Linked DNA regions of Sus scrofa: all the other regions are linked to region 3. A link is a contact called in public Hi-C data. All regions are on one chromosome and are shown on one strand. Each heading gives the region's core, a stretch centred on a gene start, on an enhancer-like site or on the middle of the called end of the contact. The rest is flanking DNA. Distances are from core to core; before and after follow the strand shown. Region 1 overlaps LOC110255481 (a long non-coding RNA gene). Region 2 overlaps LOC110255481 (a long non-coding RNA gene). Region 3 overlaps LOC110255481 (a long non-coding RNA gene).

The links. Hi-C and Micro-C count contacts between places; a contact is called where the count stands out from the background.
Region 1: a Hi-C map of liver shows a contact between it and region 3, with 2.5 times the contacts expected there. The contact joins two enhancer-like sites. A contact is called at or near these places in 6 of 47 Hi-C or Micro-C datasets (blood, liver and skeletal muscle) and 1 of 2 datasets of contacts at active chromatin or transcription factors (alveolar macrophages).
Region 2: a contact with region 3 is called in a Hi-C map of liver, with 2.1 times the contacts expected there. The contact joins two enhancer-like sites. A contact is called at or near these places in 1 of 5 promoter capture datasets (liver), 4 of 47 Hi-C or Micro-C datasets (liver and skeletal muscle) and 1 of 2 datasets of contacts at active chromatin or transcription factors (alveolar macrophages).

The regions. Positions count from the first base shown.
Region 1 is chr9:86,587,861-86,590,896 of Sscrofa11.1, forward strand. The region is part of intron 4 of LOC110255481 (a long non-coding RNA gene); the gene reads right to left. Among named protein-coding and RNA genes, the nearest start is that of AHR, 78 kb to the left of the region's middle. Within about 2 kb of position 1,366, at least 3 of the 83 cell types and tissues checked have an H3K27ac peak or open chromatin away from gene starts, as enhancers often do. A contact at or near this core is called in liver, where this site is marked.
Region 2 is chr9:86,796,928-86,799,886 of Sscrofa11.1, forward strand. The region is part of intron 1 of LOC110255481 (a long non-coding RNA gene); the gene reads right to left. Among named protein-coding and RNA genes, the nearest start is that of AHR, 290 kb to the left of the region's middle. Within about 2 kb of position 1,429, at least 12 of the 83 cell types and tissues checked have an H3K27ac peak or open chromatin away from gene starts, as enhancers often do. A contact at or near this core is called in liver, where this site is marked.
Region 3 is chr9:86,701,140-86,703,903 of Sscrofa11.1, forward strand. The region is part of intron 2 of LOC110255481 (a long non-coding RNA gene); the gene reads right to left. Among named protein-coding and RNA genes, the nearest start is that of AHR, 190 kb to the left of the region's middle. Within about 2 kb of position 1,357, at least 7 of the 83 cell types and tissues checked have an H3K27ac peak or open chromatin away from gene starts, as enhancers often do. A contact at or near this core is called in liver, where this site is marked.

The sequences.
Region 1 (3,036 bases), core at 116-2,615, 110 kb before region 3:
CTCCAGGAAATGCAGTGAAGGATATAATGGAGTACAGCGAGTTAATAACAGAATTTTGATTTAAATTAAACAGGGAACAAGCTACACTTTACTAATATTTGATCCATTGTTTGACACCTGTGCCAGGACTCTTAGTGCCTTTCTGCAGTCACAGGTGATGAACTACCTGTGAGTGTATGAAGGCTGGGAGGGATCTCCATAACCCAGTAGCATCCTTCATCATTCATTTATTCTATTTACTACTTTATTTTGTTCATGTTTCCCAATTACTTTGACTCATTCTACTAAGTTTGGGGAACGAATAAATTTTTTTGAATCTTCTTGACTTTTTCTGAGTAATCTTTCTCAAAATAGATCTAAATCAGCAATTTTTAATGATTCTATGATTTCTCTGAAATTTCCATTATTTGAGGAACACAATATTTTATCATGCCCTCTGAAAGGGCAAACCTTTTTCACTTATAAGTATAATAAGTGCAATAACCCTTTTTAGCACTTCAAAATAACACCAAATGTTCTGTCTCTTCCATTACTGAAGATGTTAATCTGATGCCTTTTTATTTGATTTCCATGTAATCCAAGCAAACAGTACTCTTCAGTATCTGGCCCACCAAGACTGTGAGGTCTTTTGGTCTGCAAAAATCACTCTGTCTGCTTTATAAACTGCTTTAAACCACAGATTCATTTCTTCAGAGAAATTGAAAAAAAAAACTTTTTAAAACAATAGATGCATCTGAAAGAAAACTGAGAAGCTGACATGTTTAATATAAATCTTCTTACAAACCTTCAATTTTAATTAAAGTTTCTACCAAGTAAGCCCCTTATGACTCTAACTCTATCCTGTTTTTTATTAAAAGGTAAAGTCTGACAGAACTTCAGACATCAGATAAATCCTAAAAATCCCTTAGGCAGAGCCAAATGAAAGGAAAATTTCACAGAAAGTGATCCCAGCCTTCCTCCAAAATATCCATCTTTTCTTTCTTTTATATCCCCAAAGGTGTACTTGATCCAAATCCCACACATAACTTAATTTTAATTTTGTGGTACAACTGCTCATAAAAATTTAGCCCACTAGAGGTCAAAGCCTCCTCCCTCTTTCCCAAAGAATGTTTGCATTGTTAACTTTTTGTTATTTGCAAAGGAATAGTTCCTTTCTCCATAAACCTTCTGCGTCTTTAGTGAATTAACCAGCTGTGTGGTTCTAATCACATTTCTCTTTACTGCCACAGCAAACAACCAGTGTTTAGAGATTAAGTCAAACTGATTTAAATAAAAAGAAACTTAGGATAGCTCTACAGCATGATTCCAAATGTGTATTTCCCTTTGGATCATTTATTAACCTCTTATCAGAAAATAGACCAAAGACCAAAGTACTTATTTCACTGAGAAGAAATGTGATGATTCAGTAAGTTGCTCCCTACAGAATCAATAGAAAGCAGATGTCTTATTTTTCCTCCCTGGCAATCACTGCTATATATAAGCCTTTTACATAAGATCATGTTTAGCATGTTTGTATCTAAATGTGGTTTTGTGTTACTGGCAATCACATATGAAAGATAGCTGTCCCACTCTTATTTGATTTTTAACACCAAGTTAAGTGAGATTCATTTCATTTATCACAACATAGAGCCAAAATAAATTTGTCCCAATCTATGCACAGCCATCAGGTTAGTCCAGACCTAGTTTCTTCAGCAAATGTGAAACTATACCCTTATGCTTCCCTAGACTATCTTACCCAGGTTAAGTAAATTACTTCCCAATCAAAGAAAACAGCAAGAATGATCTAAACAATAGGCTATTTCCATCATATGGTTAGCAAAGCACGCCCTACTTTTTTTCTAGATTAAGACCTTATCTTTGTTACTGTAAATGATCATGTCGGGGAACTGCCACATAAATTTTGTAAAATTTGGTTATGATATTATATTTCTTTTTTTCTCATTAAAAATTCATGCCCCAAACAAAAAGACAACAAACAGAATGGGAGAAAATCTTTGCAAATGAATCAACCGACAAGGGATTAATCTTCAAAATTTATGAACACCTCCTGCAGGTCAATACCAAACAATAAACAAAAAGCCCCATCAAAAAATGGGCACAAGACCTAAACAGGCAACTCTCCAAAGAAGACATACGGGTGGCCAAAAAACACATAAAAAAGATGTTCAACATCACTAATTATTAAAGAAATGCAAATCAAAACCAGTGTGAGGTACCACATCACATGGGCCAGAATGTGGGAATGTAAATTGGTGCAACAACCATGCAAAACACTATGGAGAGTCCTCAGAAAACTAAAAATAGAATTACCATTTGATCTAGCAGTTCCACTCCTGGGCGTCTATCCAGCAGGAACCAGGACTCAAAAAGATAGATGTACTCCAGTGTTCACTGAGCACTCTATACAACAGCCAAGACAAGGAAACAACCTAAATGCCCATCGACAGAGGAGTGGATCAAGAAGAAGTGGTACATATACACAATGGAATATTACTCAGTCATTAAAAGGAAAGAAATAATGGCATTTGCACCAACATGGATGGACCTAGAGATTACCATGTTAAGTGAAGTCAGTCAGACAGTGAGATACCAACGTCAAATGCTATCTATCACTTATATGTGGAATCTGAAAAAAGGACACAATGAACTTCTTTGCAGAACAGATATTGACTCAAAGACTTTGAAAAACTTATGGTTTCCAAATGAGACAGGTTGGGGGATGGGGGGATGCGCTGGTGATTTGGGATGGAAATGCTATAAAATTGGGTTGTGATGATCATTGTACAACTATAAATGTAATAAAGTTCATTAAAAATTCATGTCAATACAGGAAAATGAAACAATCACAGGTAAGCAAATACAATAAAGTAAAAATTAATCTGTAATGCCATTAGAAAATAATAATTATTAGTTAGCATTCTGATGCCTATATTTATAGACCTTAAAGTCCATTCCCATTCTAAGGCCTGTCCTCTGCCATTTTTTTCTGCTTGAAATATTCTTCCACAGATCTCTATGTGTGTGCCTTATTGAGGT
Region 2 (2,959 bases), core at 179-2,678, 96 kb after region 3:
CTAAGAACAGACGCTCTAAGTCTGGCTCCTTTACAATTTCTCTGATTTAAGGCTTAGGGCCATGGGCTAGTGGGCCAAGCAGATGCTGACTTAGCTGTAGTAAGTGAGAGACACAATGCTCACCAAGTGGTTACACTGGTCTTGGGCATATTGCATAACTCCCTCAGCTTCAATTTTCTCATAGAACATCCATGGATGACATCTATTCACGAGGCTGTTTTGAGAATTCCATTAAGTCTTCCACAATGGCTGGCACGAGAGCTACTCAGTCAATGTTCATAAAATTTAATTCTTGGTAGAACGCCTTTCTCGAATAAAACTCTACTCAATAAGCCCCACTAAAGTGAACATAAGTACCAGAAGGGCTTTGTTGAAAGACTTTTATAAAGAAGGCAAAGGTGTGGAGGATGCTTAAGGCTAAACCTCCCTCCAGATTAATGCTTGTGATTTCTGATAAATTTTTAAGCACAATACCTACTAATAACAGCCACACATCATCTCTATAATCCTGTTTAAAAACATCTTTGATGATTATGAAGTGTTCAGATTTAAGTGTGTCCCCATTTAAGATGACAGTGAATTAAATAAACAGCAGAGCTCTGAAGGAAAGAATTAGTAACAAGTATAGGTCCAAAACTAACACTTTTTAGAAAGAAATTCAGAGCCTGAGGGGAGAGAGTGAAACCAAGGGCTTAGAACCCAGCCAGCTGTCCAGGGATCCAAAGACCACAAAGGAGAGAGTGATTAAGGGTATTAACAAATGCAGAGCAACAGGGAATATTCCAGACAGAAAAAGTACACCTTTCCTTCTGAATAGAAGAGAGGGACAGCTGGAACGGAGCCTGGTCACAAAAATCTAGCATAACTGAGAGAATACTAAAAACCTTCCTTTAGGATAAAAGGAAAGTATGTTCTTAAACACTCAGAGCTTGTATCAGTTATTCCTTGCAAAATACACTCTGAGTTCTCTAGTGAGGAGTGTGTGTTTCTTTGTGTTATAACAAGACAAAGAAGCTTATTAATACACCTATGACTTTTTTCACAGATAATTATGTACACATGGCAAAGTCAAGTGCTTTTTGCTCTCTGTCTTTACTTCCAGTTATCCTTACCTGAAGAAAACTTCTATTTGGGCACCAAGATATCCCAAAATGCAAAACAAAGGCTTTTAAACTTTAGATGGACATCAGAATCAGCTTGTAACTTTTCCAAAAAACACATACTTGATTCCCAATTCAAACCATATGAATCAGAAACTGCAAGGATGGGTGGGGTCTAGGAATGTGTCTAATATAATATGTTACATACCCAAAGATATGGATATGCACCTACAATTATAACTACCAGCCATCACCATTCAACTGATGGCAGCTCCCCAAATTGTATGCGTCATTCCCCAGGGAAGGATTAATCCACCAACGCAAACTTTCTGTCAAGATAAAGCTGAGGGCTTTCCACTGTTTCACTGAGTAACCTCTGACGAACTAGCTGGGACAATTCTAACCCATTTCAGTTTCAATTAAATAGTCTAAGTGCATCCTGAACCTTTCCAAAAATAAATATGATTTTCTCAATAATGATTTATTATAAATTAACCAAAGCTAGATTCTCGTCTTAAGGTCACTAGTGGTTTTTGTGTGTGTGTGTGTGTGTGTGTGTGTGTGTGTGTGTGTTTGCCAAAGGTCTACAGCATCTGTACTTTCTGGGAAGCCCAACCATAGCACATGACAAAAATTGACCTCTTGCTTACAGGCCATTTCTCCTACTGTTAGGATTAGTTAATCAGTAACTAGCAATTGACCATCTTTTATAACAGGGCACTCTCCAGGTATCTTGAAAGGTGCTATACCTTCAACCTAGTCTGTGGTTGGGTTTTTTTTTTCTTTTTTTCTTTGATGGGGTCAGATCAGGTTGACCCTTTTATTTTGCCACACCTGTGGCATACAAAAGTTCCCCGGCCAGGGATCAAACCCATTCCAGAGCTGTAACCAGAGCCAGAGCAGTGACAACACTGGATCCTTAACCCACTGAGCCACAAGTGAACTCCAAGTCTATGTTTTTAAAAAAATTTAGAATGCAATTTGGGGAGTCAGCCCAAGAGAAAATAAGCAAGAGGAACAAAATACAACACTTTAGGGAGTTCCCGTCGAGGCGCAGTGGTTAACGAATCCGACTAGGAACCATGAGGTTGCAAGTTCGATCCCTGGCCTCGCTCAGTGGGTTAAGGATCCAGCGTTGCCATGAGCTGTGGTGCAGGTTGCAGACGCAGCTCGGATCCCGCGTTGCTGTGGCTCTGGCCTAGGCCGGTGGCTACAGCTCCGATTCGACCCCTAGCCTGGGAACCTCCATATGCTGAGAGAGCTGCCCAAGAAATGCCAAAAAGACCACAAAAAAAAAAAAAGAAAGAAAGAAAAAAAAAATACAACACTGTGATGTCAAACAATGGGAAAATAGTTTATTTTTAAAGGTGCTACCATGTAAAGGAGGGAAGCCACTGGCTGGACTTGTTGGAGAAGAATGTGTACAAGTGGCCTGAGCTGGATCCAGCAACAACCTAAGTGAAGAAAAGCTGGGGAGAGCATTGAAACTCAATTTGCAGTTCAAGAAATATTCCCGGAGGAGGTCTGTCTAACTGATCAGTGCTGGGGTTCTCTGAAGAGTAGAAGACAATGATGACGGGCACCGGGCCTGCCTCTGAAAGGCTCACACCAACCCACACCCAAGGGCAGGTCTCGATCAATTACACAAAGAACTGTTGGGAGGAAGTGACAGGCTTCTTGGAGGCAGGGGCTTTTTACACAGACCTTACATAATATAAAGAAATTCAACAGGAAGAACTGTGAGAAAAAAAATGGTTTTCCGAAGAAAGGAAGCAGGTCATATCCGGGGAGGAGCAAGTTATCGAATGTGACAAAGCATAAAAAACCTGAAAGGTCTTAGCAGATGTTTTAAAAGTGTT
Region 3 (2,764 bases), core at 107-2,606:
GCAACAGGGAAACTAAGTGCCCCCCAAGCCCCCATCTTTTGGCAAATAACAAGATGACTACCTCTCCATTTCCAACTACAGTGCAGTTCCCGAATTTGACTGTGCATTGGACTCCCCTGGGGAGTTTTAGAAACTAGTGATACTTTGGCCCCAGCCGCAGAAAATCTGATGGAATTATGCTGAGGTTCACCCTCAGAGCAGCAGGACTTTTTAAGAGCTCCGAAGTTGATGGTAAGAACTAGATAAGTTGAGAGTCACCGATGAAGAGGAACTAAGAAATTGTCTAGGTGATATTTTTCAAACTGTAATGCATGAAGTCACCTGAGGATCTTATTAAAATGCAGGGTTTGATTTAGGTATGGACTAGGGCCTAAAACTCTGCATTTCTAACAAGCTCCCAAGTGATGCGGATGCTGTCTGGGAACCAGGCTTTGATCACAAGGCTCTGGAGCAGGGATTACAGAGATTCTGAAGCAACCTCTGCCATCAGCTGGGTACTTTAGAATGCAAATCCTCAGGCCCAACCCCAGACATACTAAATCAGAAACTGGTGGAGTGGGTAGGAGGGGGGACAGCAATTTGCAGTTTAACAAGATTTCCAGGTGATTTTCTTGTGACCAAAGTTTGAAACCAATGATCAGAGACTTCCAAGTATGGTTATTAGATCAGCAGTGTCGGCATCACCAAGGATTTTGTATGGTTAATATAGGATTTCAGGCCCCATCACAGATTTACTGAATCAGACTCTGTATTTTAAAAATATCCCAGGTGACTGTTATGCATTTTGAAGTGTCAGAAGCACTAGAGCCTCACTACAGTTCTTCCTCAAGTGCCTTACCTAGAATAATTGATAATGAAAGACTCATGTGGAACAAAAAATTTAAAGTATTGATTATAATTGTGATAATACATGGCAGATTTGTTTGTAATTACTAAAAAAAAAAAAATATTGTTTATAGTGACAAGTTTTAAAATATGGCAGAGCCTAATCAAGCAAAAGGACATCACACATGATCTCACCACGGGGTGAAAACTATTGATAACTCTTTATTCTTCCATCCAAACAGCAGTGTTTCTAAAGAGAAAATAAAAATAAATTATTGAAAGGGATCAATTTATCTGCTCACACAGAGATGTGGCAATGATTTAACTGAAACTTACACCCATCAGATCTGCCCATTGTGGCAAAAATATGAGTCTTTTGTTTAGGATAATGTTGGTTTCTGAAGGAGGTAACCTTGCATCCTGTTCCAATGGTCATCTCGGGAATATTCAGAATGTTGAAACCAAGCTATCCTATGCTGCTTCTCAGTTAGAAGGTCAGAGCTCAACAGAAAAAAATACCAACCAGTAATGAAAAACAGGGCGGCCTCTTTTAAGTTACCAGCAGTGAATAAATTCCCAGCAAGTTGAAACACTGATGTGGACTGGTGACCTTTAAATATATAATGAGTAAATAGTTTGGGGGAAAAAGAGTAATTCACATGGATCTCAAATGAACTTTCTTTCAATCTGTAATAGATCAGCTTGTTTTCTGTCAGAGGTCAGACTGTTAAAATTTTAACAATTTTGGCTGCCTAGAACTGCTACAGCCAGAGCTGTCAGATCAGAAGCCTAGCAAAAGAAAGAAACTAGAACTTTTTTGTAGGATCCAAGGTTCCCAGCTCCTTGATGCTAAACCAGACCAGTGAAAGCTAAGAAATGAAACATGTTTTTTTTTGTTTGTTTGTTTGTTTTTAATGGTCCTTTTCCAAGACTGTTTTCAACAGGCACTGTATTCAGCAGGCCCTGCCCACTACCTTAAGAGACTCCTCGATTTAACAAGAACTTTCCTTTACTTGAGAGAATATGTTTGCTTCAAACTCCAAAGTAAGAATTAAACTATACCAGCTGTCTACCAACATTGAGAGAAGCAGCTGGAACAGCTGAGAAGCAGCTCATGTTGGAAAAACTGGACACAGTGGTGGAATATAAATGAAATGAAAGATGGAGAATTTGAGGTGGGAGTGAGGGTTAGGATTGAGCGCTACAGTAGGAAGATTATGCTACCGGCAGTGCCTCGCAAAGAAACAAGGCTGATTGTTCTAGTCTCTTCAGGGAAATGTGGAAACTGGGTCTTTTTTAGTGAAATGGTGACGTGCGTGTACATATTGGCATATGTATTTTGTTATAAAGCACTTTTCTTATACTTCTTCATATTCCTTTATATTATGGTAATATGTATTATTTTAAATTACATGTATAAGTAGATTTGTATATTCCACAGCAAATTTCATTTCCGACAAATAAGAGGAGATTACAAAGGACTGTTAGACAAAGAGGTCATTGTGTCTGACAGAACCTGTGAAATTATTAATTACCCTATCACCAATATAAAGATAATTACATGTGTGACTACTTATTATTATTACCTCAATACCAAAAAAAAAAAAATGATAAATAGTTTTGCCTCCCGTTTGGAAGATATGCTTGGGATACTCTAATTGAAAACCCGTCCATGTAATACATAAAATACTGACTGCTGGAAACCAAAGCCAAAGCAACAGAGGCTAGAGGACAAACAAGAAAGAACTGATATTAATGCAAAATGCTATGAGCCAAAGAAAACATTATTACAGTACAAACCTCAGGTTGAAAGACCCAGGGATAGGTTTTGAGGTACAGCTGAGCTCCATCTCATACAAAGAACTTTATCTAGAGAACTTTAAAGTTAATATCAAAGACATATTTATTTACTATGGTTAATGTGGAGGTTAGCTAGCAT